Linked DNA regions of Mus musculus: region 2 is linked to region 1. A link is a contact called in public promoter capture Hi-C data. All regions are on one chromosome and are shown on one strand. The core of a region is the stretch at or near the end of the contact, and the rest is flanking DNA. Distances in the headings are between cores, read along the strand shown.

What was found. Capture Hi-C pulls out chosen DNA fragments and counts their contacts.
Region 2: a promoter capture Hi-C map of adipose tissue shows a contact between it and region 1. The contact joins two enhancer-like sites. A contact is called at or near these places in 6 of 39 promoter capture datasets (embryonic stem cells, hippocampal neurons, liver and 1 more), 2 of 115 datasets of contacts at active chromatin or transcription factors (embryonic stem cells and large pre-B cells) and 4 of 9 other capture datasets (adipose tissue, embryonic stem cells, liver and 1 more).

What each region holds. Positions count from the first base shown.
Region 1 is chr16:18,320,979-18,326,835 of GRCm38.p6, reverse strand. Tango2 (transport and golgi organization 2) reads left to right here. Exons shown (of 9, transcript NM_001359109.1): 2 at 2,386-2,479. The coding sequence starts at 2,424. Among named protein-coding and RNA genes, the nearest start is that of Mir185, 3.6 kb to the left of the region's middle. Within about 2 kb of position 3,230, at least 40 of the 459 cell types and tissues checked have an H3K27ac peak or open chromatin away from gene starts, as enhancers often do. A contact at or near this core is called in adipose tissue, where this site is marked.
Region 2 is chr16:18,461,747-18,467,603 of GRCm38.p6, reverse strand. The region is part of intron 11 of Txnrd2 (thioredoxin reductase 2); the gene reads right to left. Among named protein-coding and RNA genes, the nearest start is that of Gnb1l, 34 kb to the left of the region's middle. Within about 2 kb of position 3,168, at least 37 of the 459 cell types and tissues checked have an H3K27ac peak or open chromatin away from gene starts, as enhancers often do. A contact at or near this core is called in adipose tissue, where this site is marked.

The DNA of each region.
Region 1 (5,857 bases), core at 1,981-4,480:
ACTGCCTCTGCCTCCCAAGTGCTGGGATTAAAGGCGAGTGCCACCACATTTGAAAAATGACCGGCGGCTGTCATTTTTCAAAGAACTTTGTAAAGATTCCTTTTTGTGCTTTGACCCCTGGTTTTCTCTCTTGCTTTTTCTATCCCATAGCTGTTTTCCTGACTGCTTTTCTTTTTCTAGAATGGCTAGTCTGTGATATGCATGTCAATCTTAATTAATTGCCAAGGTCACTGAATTTTAGGGTTCTTCACCCCACAGTGTGGCTTTGTTTCCTGTTTTATAGAATGCTAGGTATGCCACAATTTCTCTTAGAACAGCCCCATTTTATTTTATTTTATTTTATTTTATTTTTATATTGTGAACGTGTTGCCTGAATGTATGTGTGTACACCATATATGTGCCTAGACCCATGGAGGCTAGAATGGACCCTCTGAGACTGGAGTTACAGATGGTTGTGAGCTACTGTGTGGGTGCTGGGAATTGGAACTTGGTTTTCCTGGAAGAGCAGCCAGTTTTCTCAGTTGCTAAGCCATCACCTCACCTCTTCCTTTTTACTTTTAAAATCTTATGAATGATTATTGTTGTATTTAGAAGTGGGCATACATGCCACAGCATACTTGGGGAGGTTAGATGACAACTGACCTCTTTCCGTTTATGTGTGCATTCCTGGGGTTGAGCTCAAGCCCTGCCCACCATACCCTGCTTTCCTCTTTTATTTATACACAATGTTTCCGAGCTCCTGAAGATAGCTGTGGGTATAGTCCTCCCTTACCCCGAGAGCATTTGTCTCAGCCTAGTTCTAGGGTAGGTCTTTTATGTGGCTTTGACTTTATGCCTTTCTGGAGATTGCTGAACTCTAAGCCCCAATTTGCCAGCTACTCTGGGACAGATGTTGTGGCACTGTCACAGATTGCTGAGGCTGCTAGCTTCCCCAGGGCTCTAAGGCAAGATGTAGCCGTGACAGACTGTCCTGAGCCTCCTTACCACGGTAGTGCAGGCACTGCTTTGGTGGCAGTCTGAAGAAGCTTAATTTCATAGACCCAAGAATTAGAATTGCCAGTGTCTGTCACAGTGATACCCTTGGTATCCCTGGAGCTGGGGCTTCTTCCAAGGCTGTAGTGGCTGTTAGGATTCCTGAAGAAGTGAGTGACAGCTGTCTTTAGGTCTCCAACCCCATGCTTTCTGCTGATGTGCCTCAGGGAGACTTTGAAGGCCCTCACCTAGGGCCCTGGAGTAGAGAATAGGCTGGGTTCTAGGTGTATTGTGCTGCAAAGGAGGGCTATCAAGGGCCTGACCCACAGGCCCATCTTTATGTGTGCACCAACTAGGACCAAGGCCACTGCACAAACCCTCTCCAAACCTGAGAGTGAACACAACCTGACCTGAGCCCTAGGACCTCCAAAGATAGGACACCAGCTACCCTGACCTCTGAGGCTTCTATTTGTGACATGGTGGTCTCCTCTGGACATACACGTGCTCACGAAGACAGAGTCAAATGACTTACAAACACCATGCACAAGTACACATGGCCAGAGATACAAAGTGACATAATACTCCTGTACTTAGGCACCTCAGCAAACGCACATCTACCCCTCCATTTACTGCTTGGCTCCCTCAGTACTGGAACAGTTGCTTGGCTGTCCCAGGTTTCAGCTGCAGGCATTAGCTGTGTCCCGGAATATGACACTAAATCATTGCGTTTATGTACGGTTCAGGGATCTTCGGGTCTCCGTTCCAGAGCTGATGCATAGAGATTAGCTCTGATCTCAGGACCAGAAAATAGGGGAATGCCTTCTGGGCCCCAGAGGCTCTGGGACATGGGGTCCTTGCCCCAAGGGACTGTGTACTTCGTCTGTGTTTCCTCAGCACCCAGGTGTGTGTGCATGTGCTTGGCACTGGTTTCTGCCTACTAATGTGGGTACGAAGAACCATTAGGTCCTTTGGGGTGGGCGTGTGTGTTAGGTAAAGGCCTGAGGGGACATGGGTCACAGATCATCCCCAGTGAGTGGGCCCTGATGCCTGGCCTTGGGCACCATGAGCTGAGATGAAGGTGTCTCCCTCTGTGGCTCATGGGCAGTACTTGGTGCGACTGCTGGGGAGAGGACTTGCTACTCCTTCACTCCAGCCTTACGTGTGTGGTTCCTATCGCTGCTGCTGCCCCTTCCAGCACCCACTCACCACTCCCATGTAGCATGTCCAGGGTAAGGGAGTGTCATGGCGGTGGACTTACAAGCTGATGCTGGTGGGCCCAGGTGAGGGGAGATGTCTATTATGTCACCAAGCATCTGGTGCTCACCAGTCCAGCCCCACTCACTGATGGAGAGAGACATCCGAAAAGCCCTCTGACTCTGCTGTTCACAGCTCATTGTTCTCCTTTTCCCACAGACCTTGTGACCGTGTGAGCAAAGCCACCCTTGCAACCCATGTGCATCATCTTCTTTAAGTTTGATCCTCGTCCTGTTTCCAAAAATGCATACAGGTAATGAATGCCCTTGTTCTGCCTCCGCCAGGCTGCTCCAGGCCTGAGGTCCACGGCTGTTCCTCACCCCTGGGGTGCCATATATGCAGGAGACAATGGCAGGCTGCTGGGTGTGTGTCCTCTGAGTAACTGAGTCTTGACTTCTGGTTGCCTGGAGACATCCTGTACAAGCCTGGTCCGGCTGTCTTGGACAGTGTCTGCTTAGCATGGGGTGCTGGGAGGAGCCCACCCTAGAGCAAGGGCTCAGAGCTAATGTGCAGGTGTGGCGAGACAGAGGGATGAGGCGAAGTTCTGTGGCCTGTGATTAGGGTCACATCTGCAGAGCTGGAGTAGTGGTGACAGAGAGGGGCGCTGCTGGGTTGGGTTGGGTGAGGTGTCTGGCTGGTGGCAGATTGAGGAAAGCATCCATGGGTTTTAGCTGGAGTAGCTGAGTACCAGCCAAGGACATGGGAAACAGTAGGCAGAGAAGGGAACTAGGGGCCAGCCCTCCCTGCTCTTCTAGTGCCAGTTACACGCAGGGCAGCCCCTTGGTTCTTTAGCATGTGCCAGCATTTGTTTGTCCATGTAGAGCACAAGGCAGAAATTTAGCCCACAACTGGAAATGGACTGTGGAACTCCTCTCTTACGTTTGTCTGGAACATTTTCAAAATCTTAGGATGTGTTCCAGAAACAAAGTAGTTTCAGTGAGATCCTCCTGTTGAGTCACTTTGTGGAATGCCTGGCACAGTGGCTGGGTTCCCTCATTTCAGTCTAGGGAATAGGATGTAGGGACTCAGCATTTCCTCTTCTACAGAGGGCAGGCAACAGAGCTGGATCAGGCTAGAGGAGGTGATTCTAGTTTTCTGGCAGAAGAGTTAAAGGGAGTTAGTGGAATCCTACAAGGAAAATGATAAACAGTTAGTCACATCACAGGCTATCTGGGGAGAGCTGAACAAAGTAATGAATTCCCAAAGACTGGATGTGAGAAGCAACCACTATACTGTTTGCACGGAGCAGCGCCTATCTGTCGTTCTCATACTATAATCCTCAGTGAGGCTACTGGAGAGGTAGCTTGCTGCTCTTCCAGAGAGCTGGGGTTGTTATCAGGACCCACATGGTTCTCACAACTGTGTGTAACTTGAGTTCCAGGGAATCCAGTGCCTTCTTTTGGCCTCCACAGATGCCAGGCACTCCAGGGATACACAAATATATATATAGACAAAACAGCCATACACATACAATTAAAAGGGGAGGGGGTATGTGTGTCCATGGATGGCACAGTTGTGACTCCTTAATGGCCAAAATATTCTTCAGGTATTATCCTGCTAGATCTTTCTGGAGTCTGCTGTCTAAAGTACCTAAAGCTATGACATTGGTCACAGAACAGGTGCTAGGTGAAGGTGCCTACCCATTGGTGCTGCTTATATTGTGCATTGTGGGAGCTAAGACCTGGGGAGCACAGGTCTCAGGAGCCTCCTACCTGTGAAAGCAGCGAGTGTGTCTCCGGTGCCTTCTGTTAAAACCTAACTGCACCAGCAGCAGAGTTGAGCTTCATTTCTACAGCGCAGGCAGTAAAGGGTGGCTGTGAGCCTTCACTCGATAAGCTGGGAAGTGGCATGGCCCCTCCTTGCTCTCCTCAGCCCTTACCCCTTACATTCATGCAAACTTCCCCGCACCAGCAAAAGCAAAGTTGTGTTTCCGTTTGGGGTGACATGGCCTAACATTCATGCAAACTTCCCCACACCAGCAAAAGCAAAGTTGTGTTTCCGTTTGGGGTGACACGGCCTAACATTCATGCAAACTTACCCACACCAGCAAAAGCAAAGTTGTGTTTCCGTTTGGGGTGACACGGCCTAACAGTTCCGTAGTCTTGGGTGATGTGTGAATCCTGGGTTTGGCCGGAGCCTACTTGATGGTTTATTCCTTGAAGACCACCTGCAGGTAAAATTAAAACAGGAAGAAAGAAAGATAAGAAATTGGCAAGTGGGGTCTAGTGAGATGGCTCAGTGGTTAAGAGCACTGTCAGCTCTCCCAATTCCCAGCAACCACATGGTGGCTCGCATGGTGGTATAAGGGGATCTAATACCTTCTTCTGGCATTCAGGTGTACATGCAGCAAAGCATGCATGCAATAAATTTAAAAAAGGAAGGAAGGAAAGAAAGAAAGAAATTGGCAAGTATACATCACATACAGTAGGTAGTAAAGTCCTATGTGAGCCAATTATGACTGCACACAGTGGGCTCAGGCAGGACTAGGTAGATGGGAAGGAGGAAGAGGATGACACACAGCAACAAAGGCAACACTGCTACCTTCCTGTTCCCGGGGGTTACCCTGTACACCTTTCAATTATGCTGAGCTGTTAAGAGATCCACACTGAGACCTGGTCTGAAATCTTTGTCCAGCTTTGGGTGACTGAAGTTCACCTATTCCTCTCTCACAGGAGAGTAGTCGAGGCTGTACATGTGGCAGGGTCCACCCACCTCAGCCCTGCTGGAAGACTCTGCTTCAGCAATCCTGGTCTATAGGGGCAATCGGTGACATTCACCAGTCACCACCTGGGCCTCACTGCACAACACCTGTACACTTAGTTAGTCTGAGACCCTGGAGACCAGTCTTGACCCAATCAATAATAGGATAATTAAAAAACAGACTTAGAAGACCTGAGCCTTAAATAACAATTGGAAACCAGATGGCTCACACCGGTATTCACAGCAGTGGGGAGGCAAGCAGGAGGATCAGGAAGAGTTCAAGGCCAATGTGGGCGACATGAAACTCTGAGGAAAAAAAAAAAAAAGATTGAACATAAAGCCAGGCTTGGTCCTCAGGTCTTACCTATGGCTGTTACAGATGGCTTGTGAAGTGGGAGAAAAGTCTCCTTAGGTTTGTTCCCTTAGAAGAGGTGTGTCCCAGGGGATGAGATTTGAGGTTTCAAAAGACTTGAGCCACTCCCAGTAACTCGTTTCTGCGTCTGACTTGTGGATTAAGTTGTGAGGTCTTAATGTTCCTGCCAGCACACCTTGGCTTGGCCATCATGGATTCTCGCTCTCTGAAGCTGTGAGCCCCGAATTAAACACTTTCTTTTATAAGTTGTTCTGGTGGTGATGTTTTATCACAGCAATAAAGAAGTAACTAGATAGCTACATACAACCACAGGATGTTATGGGTAGAATATGTCCAGGTTCCTACCTTTAAATTCTAACTGCAGAAGCTGGAAAGATGGCTCATCAGTTAAGAGACTGACTGTTCTTCCAGAGATCATGAGTTCACTTCCCAACAACCACTCGGTGGCTCACAGCCATCTGTAATGGGATCTGATGCCCTCTTCTGGAGTGTCTGAAGACAGCTACAGTGTACTCACATATAAAATGAAGAAAATCTTTTTTTAAAAAAATCAGAAAA
Region 2 (5,857 bases), core at 1,919-4,418, 140 kb before region 1:
TAGACAGACTGGGGGAGCATGAGACCTCAGAGCTGTGTCTCTAGCCCATGTTCAGGGCCTCTGCCCAGGTGGGGCCTATGGGTCTCTTTAAATGGGGACAGCATGCAGGGTCCCACTGGTCTAGGTGGCAGGGCCTATGGTAGCCTCCAACATCTAATAGGCCCTAACCAACCTCAGCCATGTGTCTTCTTACTGTTTGCCCCTCGTCTACTTTCACAGGCTCACCTTTGCACAGTGATGTGCTCTTTCATTCCTTTGTTTGCTGGTCTTGTTTTGTCTGTTTTGCAATGCTGGATGAACCCAGGGCCTCACATGTGTTGGGCTAGCTTCATCCACTAACCCTAGTCTTCTGATCTAATGAGACCAGGTGGCATAGTATATTATGTCTCACAGTGCAGAGGAAGGTTGCTCCCATAGCCAAAGGTGAGACAACCTGGGCTCTACAGGTGACCCAAGAGACAGAGACCTTCATGAAGATACATAGGCCACCAATGTGGGGGAGGCGCTGAAGGCCTGTAGGTTAGCCTGGATACCAGTACTTTCTCGACCTCCTCAGTGCCAGGTCCTGGAAAACTTAACCTCCTCAGTCCCTTCAAGAACTCCTTAAATGTGACAGTATCCTCTGACCCCTTCCTGCTTTCCTTCCACAGGGCTGCCAGTACAGCTTCTCCCCCAGATAGCTGCCTGGGTCACCAGTCCTTCTGTGCAGAGCCCTGTCTTTCTTCTGTATCTGGGACCACCGTGAGCCCCTGAGAACTATGTGCTTGAATTTCTCTGATGTTGATGACAAGGGGAGCCCCTGATGTTAACTGAGGGGGCCTTGAGCAGGGCACGCAAGTGTCCCCTTGTGAAAACAGGGTGCACCTACATACAAGTGCACACACACACACACACACGTCTGTCAAATAAATCAATAAGAAGATTAAAAGCGGTATCCTATAAAGAGGGTAAGAGGTCAGTCATGGTGAGACATGGCTACCACCACAGTACTCAGGTAACTGCAGAGTAGGTTCTAGGTCAGCCAATGCTATATTGCAAGACCCTGTCTCAAAAAGGCAAAACAAACAAAAGAAAGAGAAGACAGTGGGATGGAGGTGAAAATACTAGTCTAAACACATCCTTTGACACTTTTTGTTTGTTTGTTTGGTTTATACATGGTTTATATATTCAAAAGAGATACTAACACAAGGAAAAAATTCCAAAAACCACAAACAATTTTAAATAAACGAAGCAACAGGCTGTGAGAGCCAATGACAGGATCACTACAGTTCTCTCAGCATCTTTGGGGGACAGTTTGGGAACCCCAGAAACCCACATCTGCACAAAGTCTCCCCCACCCTTCGTGCACTTGGCCCATGTCTAGGTGACTCCCAAGACCGACTGTGAATCAGTGTTAGGTACCAAGCTGCTACGCTGTCACTCGGCCACAAGCAAGCACCGTACGTATGTGCTCAGTCGGTAGAGTGTCCAGCACGAGTGAAGTACTGGGTTCAATCCCCGCAGCAGGCTGTGGAACCAGAAGGCCAAGGTCATCCTTGGCTATTCAGAATGTTTGAACCATCCTGGGCTACATGAGACCCTGTCTCAAAAATGGCAACGAATGAACTGTGGCAGAGCACCTGCTTTACATGTCCAAGGTTCCGTGGCCAGCACTAATGTACCCTCAGTGACTCCAGAGCTGTGGAAACCCTCAGATGCACACACAGGCCAACGGCTCTGAGGACACAGGGAATGTTCATGTTCACGGTGCGGATTCGCTCTTAACATGGAACTTACATAGATATCTATGCACCTTTCCAAGAAGACTGTTAACATCCTGTAATGTCAAATTTGTACTGGAAAGTCATGGTTTCTTCTCTTCCAAAATATGTAGTTTTGACCTCAAAACAAGTATTGAAGCACAAAGAGCCCTGGAGTGGCCCTGGTTTCAGCCTGGGCTATCCAAGGCCTTCCAACCACAGAGGGAGCCAGGCTCCATCGAGTTGCAAAGGACACAGCAAAGCATGATACAAGAGTCCCCCAGAAGCCGGGCATGGTGGCGCATGCCTTTAATCCCAGCACTCGGGAGGCAAGACAGGCGGATTTCTGAGTTTGAGGCCAGCCTGGTCTACAAAGTGAGTTCCAGGACAGCCAGGGCTAAACCCTGTCTCGAAAAACCAAAAAAGGCAACATGTCTCAAAGGGAAGACACCACTGTCTGGGGTGACCCCAGGGAGGTGGCTGTCCTATCTGTATAAATTGTAGGGTATCTGGGTCCATGCAGGCCTCATGTGAGCTAACTGGCTGGTACTTCCTCACATGGGAGGTCATTCTTACACTTCCCCAAATGCCAGGACTCTTGGAAAGTATTTGATCCTTCCTGTCTCCCCTGCAAGCCTCCTTCAGACAGGCTCCAAGTGTCACCTCCCACTAACAGACTATCTCTCTGCATGGACAGACTAGGCCCCGAGTGTCCAGAACTCACCGGATAGCCTGCAACATGAGCCGTGCGAGGAGCATGCTGACCGGGGCCAACAGGGAGAACAAGGTAATCCATGCCCTGCCAGACCCTCAGAGTAGGCTTGTCACTCCCTCACCAGGAGCCAGTTGTGGTGCTGAATAAGTAAGGCTGGTCTCAGAGCACAGGTCTCAATTTGCCCTCTCCTACACACCCCTGTAGCTGTCCAGCACACTGATCACAGCTGAAAGCAGATGGGTTTTCAGACAGTGTGTGAACCGAACATGCACCCTCAGCTTCAGCTTTTGGGAACAAAGTCCAGGACAGGGAAGGGACAGGCTTGTTCCTCTTGGTGTCAGTGTATCTGTCTCCTCATGCTCTACACAGTTCTGAGCCTTCAGGAAGGGTAGCGTGTGAGCTTCGTCATAGCTCAGCTGTCGGGGAGGTCCTCTTTGCCTTGGATTCAGATAACTGTGGCCCCTGAGCAAGTCCCCCAGAGCCAGACCGCTTATGCCTCTCAGGAGCTCAAGACAATTCCCCACTGACAGAGGTGATTTGGCATCAAAGGCATAGTTCCCACAGTTTTTGGTATCTGGGACAAGCTAGACTTCAGTCCAGGAAGTGGGTGGCGCCCACCTAAACATCTGGCAGATGAATCTTTAAGTCTCCAGCTGTTATGCTGGATGGGGAAGTCAAAACACAGAGACTCGGCTAAGCCTGGCTGCTATAGTTGGCTTGGGCTTGGCTCCAGCCTCTTGGCACTACTCAGCCACAGGAACTGGGTGTGGGCAAGCAGGCACCATGGGGATCAGCCTAGACTCAGGCAGTGGGGGGGCCACATCAGAGGAAGGAGCTGGGCCATGGGTAGGGATGGAGTGCATAGGAGGAGGTAAAGGCTCAGGAGCTTAGGGGCCTGAGGTTCAATCCTCGGGTCCCTTCTCCAGCTGCTGGGTCCAGCTTGCTCAGTCACTGCTGGAGCTGGAGTGGTCAAGGGAAACACTGTTAGGCTGCTCTTGATTCTGACCACATTGTTCATGATCTTCCTACACATATGCCCACCTGATCCTGTGAGGCCAAGAGCATCTCTTTGTGTTCCTTGTGGTAACTATGGTAACTACTGCTCTTGCAGATGCCAAAGAAGCTCTGTACCAAGATCCTTACGGAAATAAAAATACAATTAAATGATGCTTAATGACAAAGATTCATTTGATAAACGTGTCACTGAGTTGTTTGTCATTGTGTGAAGAATGAGTATTCTTACACAAACCTATACACTCTAGACTACCTCACAGGAAGACCTCTGTGGTACAGGCTACAATTGCATACAACATTCACTACCTGAATGCTACAGGCAACTGTAGCAGAGCAGGTCTGTGCCTCTAAACAGGTTTATTTCCATAGACCTTGCCATAGCATTACAACAGCCTTGGTGCCACCGTGCCAGAGAAATTTTTTAGCACTGGGATAATCTTCCAGGAAGGCTGGGTGGGATACACTATACATACATCTGAAAGTAGTACCAGGAGAGAAGGTAGGGGAGAAACTAAGTGCCCTTCATGGTCTATTGCAAAGCCAAGATTTCTTAGAACATGATGTGTTTATACATTTGGGAAGTACACAGGCATGTAAGCTGAGTCAAGTCTGCAGTATGAGGAACAAATGTCTGGCTGACTAGAGAGAGGAGAAACTCAGTATGGCAAAGAACTTGGCTAAGATGGTTTGTTACTGCTTCTGGAATGGATAGTAGAAGAAGGGAGGGAAGGACCATGGCTATACTGAGAAAGCTGTTATCAGCATGGTGTGGGCCCCGAAGCCAGAGAAGCCTCCCTCACTAGGCATCCTATATTGTGGAGCCATTCACTGGGGCTGAGACAAACTCTGAAGCCAGGGCACAGACCAGGGAGCAGGGTCTGTGGTCTGTGCCCTGTGGGCATGACCTAGGTCATAGCCCCACAGTTCCCTCAAGCTCTGCTCTCTCCCTTGTGATCAGAGCTGAGTCCAATCTCCCTGCTGACACTGAGGGCCCACCAGAGTTGTAGGCGCCTCTTCAGCTCAGGTCTGGAACCCAAGGAAAGTAGAAAACAGGTGCAGGTGACAATCCAGGGACCATCCACCTAAGCAGCTGACTCTAGGTGCTCCAGACCCCGTGACATGCTCATAAAATGAGAAGCAAGCACAACAGCTGTGCTCAGGTGATGCTAAATGGTGGCTGTCTGTCCCTCTGCACTGTGCTCAGCGCCTGGTCTCCAGACCCTGCTGTGCCCAGAGCCTCAGCTCTAGAGTAAGTGTGGTGGCGGCAACATACTCTTGAACATTTGTTTCTCGATGTGCTAAACTGCCTGGGCTCCACCAGGAAAGAGACCTGGCCAATCGCATGCCATTGGTTTCTCAGTGCTGACCCTCAGAAGAAGGGAAGCGAGCCGGGAGGGTGGGGCTTCCTGGCTCGTGGCAAGTGCTTGCTGGTTTGCTTTGCTTTTAACACTCTGGCCTCCTTTTTATTTTGCACTTCTTTGAATAATAAAGCTGTTTTATGCCTCTGGTTTCTTAATAGCATTTGTTCTCTCGCTTTCTCTCTCTCTCTCTCTCTCTCTCTTTCTTTCTTTCTTTCTTTCTTTCTTTCTTGTGAACTGCCAATCCCTGCCTTTGCCTATTTGTTGCCTTTCTTCACATGGAATCAATATATGATGCTCTGCCACTCCTTCTACAAGGAGAGAGCTCAACTCAACTCTGGCTGACTCTTCTACAACACCCCCCCCAACACACACACACACACACACACACACACACACACACACACACACAGGGTCTGCCACCATCCCTCCTTAATAGTTGACCCTACCCCCAAGGAGTGGCTAGAGGGCGGCAGGCCAAATGCCTAAGGCAGCCATCAGTCTTTACCACTTACTCTGCAGGATAAAGGCCGTGCAGGTGGAAGGCCACAAGCGGCACCCTGCGCCTCTCTGATCCACGCTAGTTAAACGAGCATGCCCTCCAATTTCATGCCTGCCTACAGCACATGTTCCCACCAGGGAAGGGCAATCCGTGAAATGAGGTGAGATTTAAGTGCCAGCAGGAACAGGGAGGGCGAATGAGGCGCTGTGATCCAGACTGATGTGGCCACACCAGGTGGCACAGGGTTGGACAGAGAAGTGTACAAGGTGACCTTGAGACAGCCTGACAGCCACAAAGGCCTGTGTGGAGAGTCTAGGCAACTGTCCCATGAGGCCCTGGTGGTACTCAAATGTGCTGAGCCTGGCCTGTTGCTTGCCTGATCCATTGAAGCTGTGTGTTTTTTAAATTGATCTTCTTTTTCCTTATCTGTGCTCATGGGTTCTTTCTGTAGAAAGGGTTTCGTATAAACCGAGCAGGTCTGCAACTCCCTATGTAGCTGAAGATGATCGTGAACTGATTCTCCTGCCTG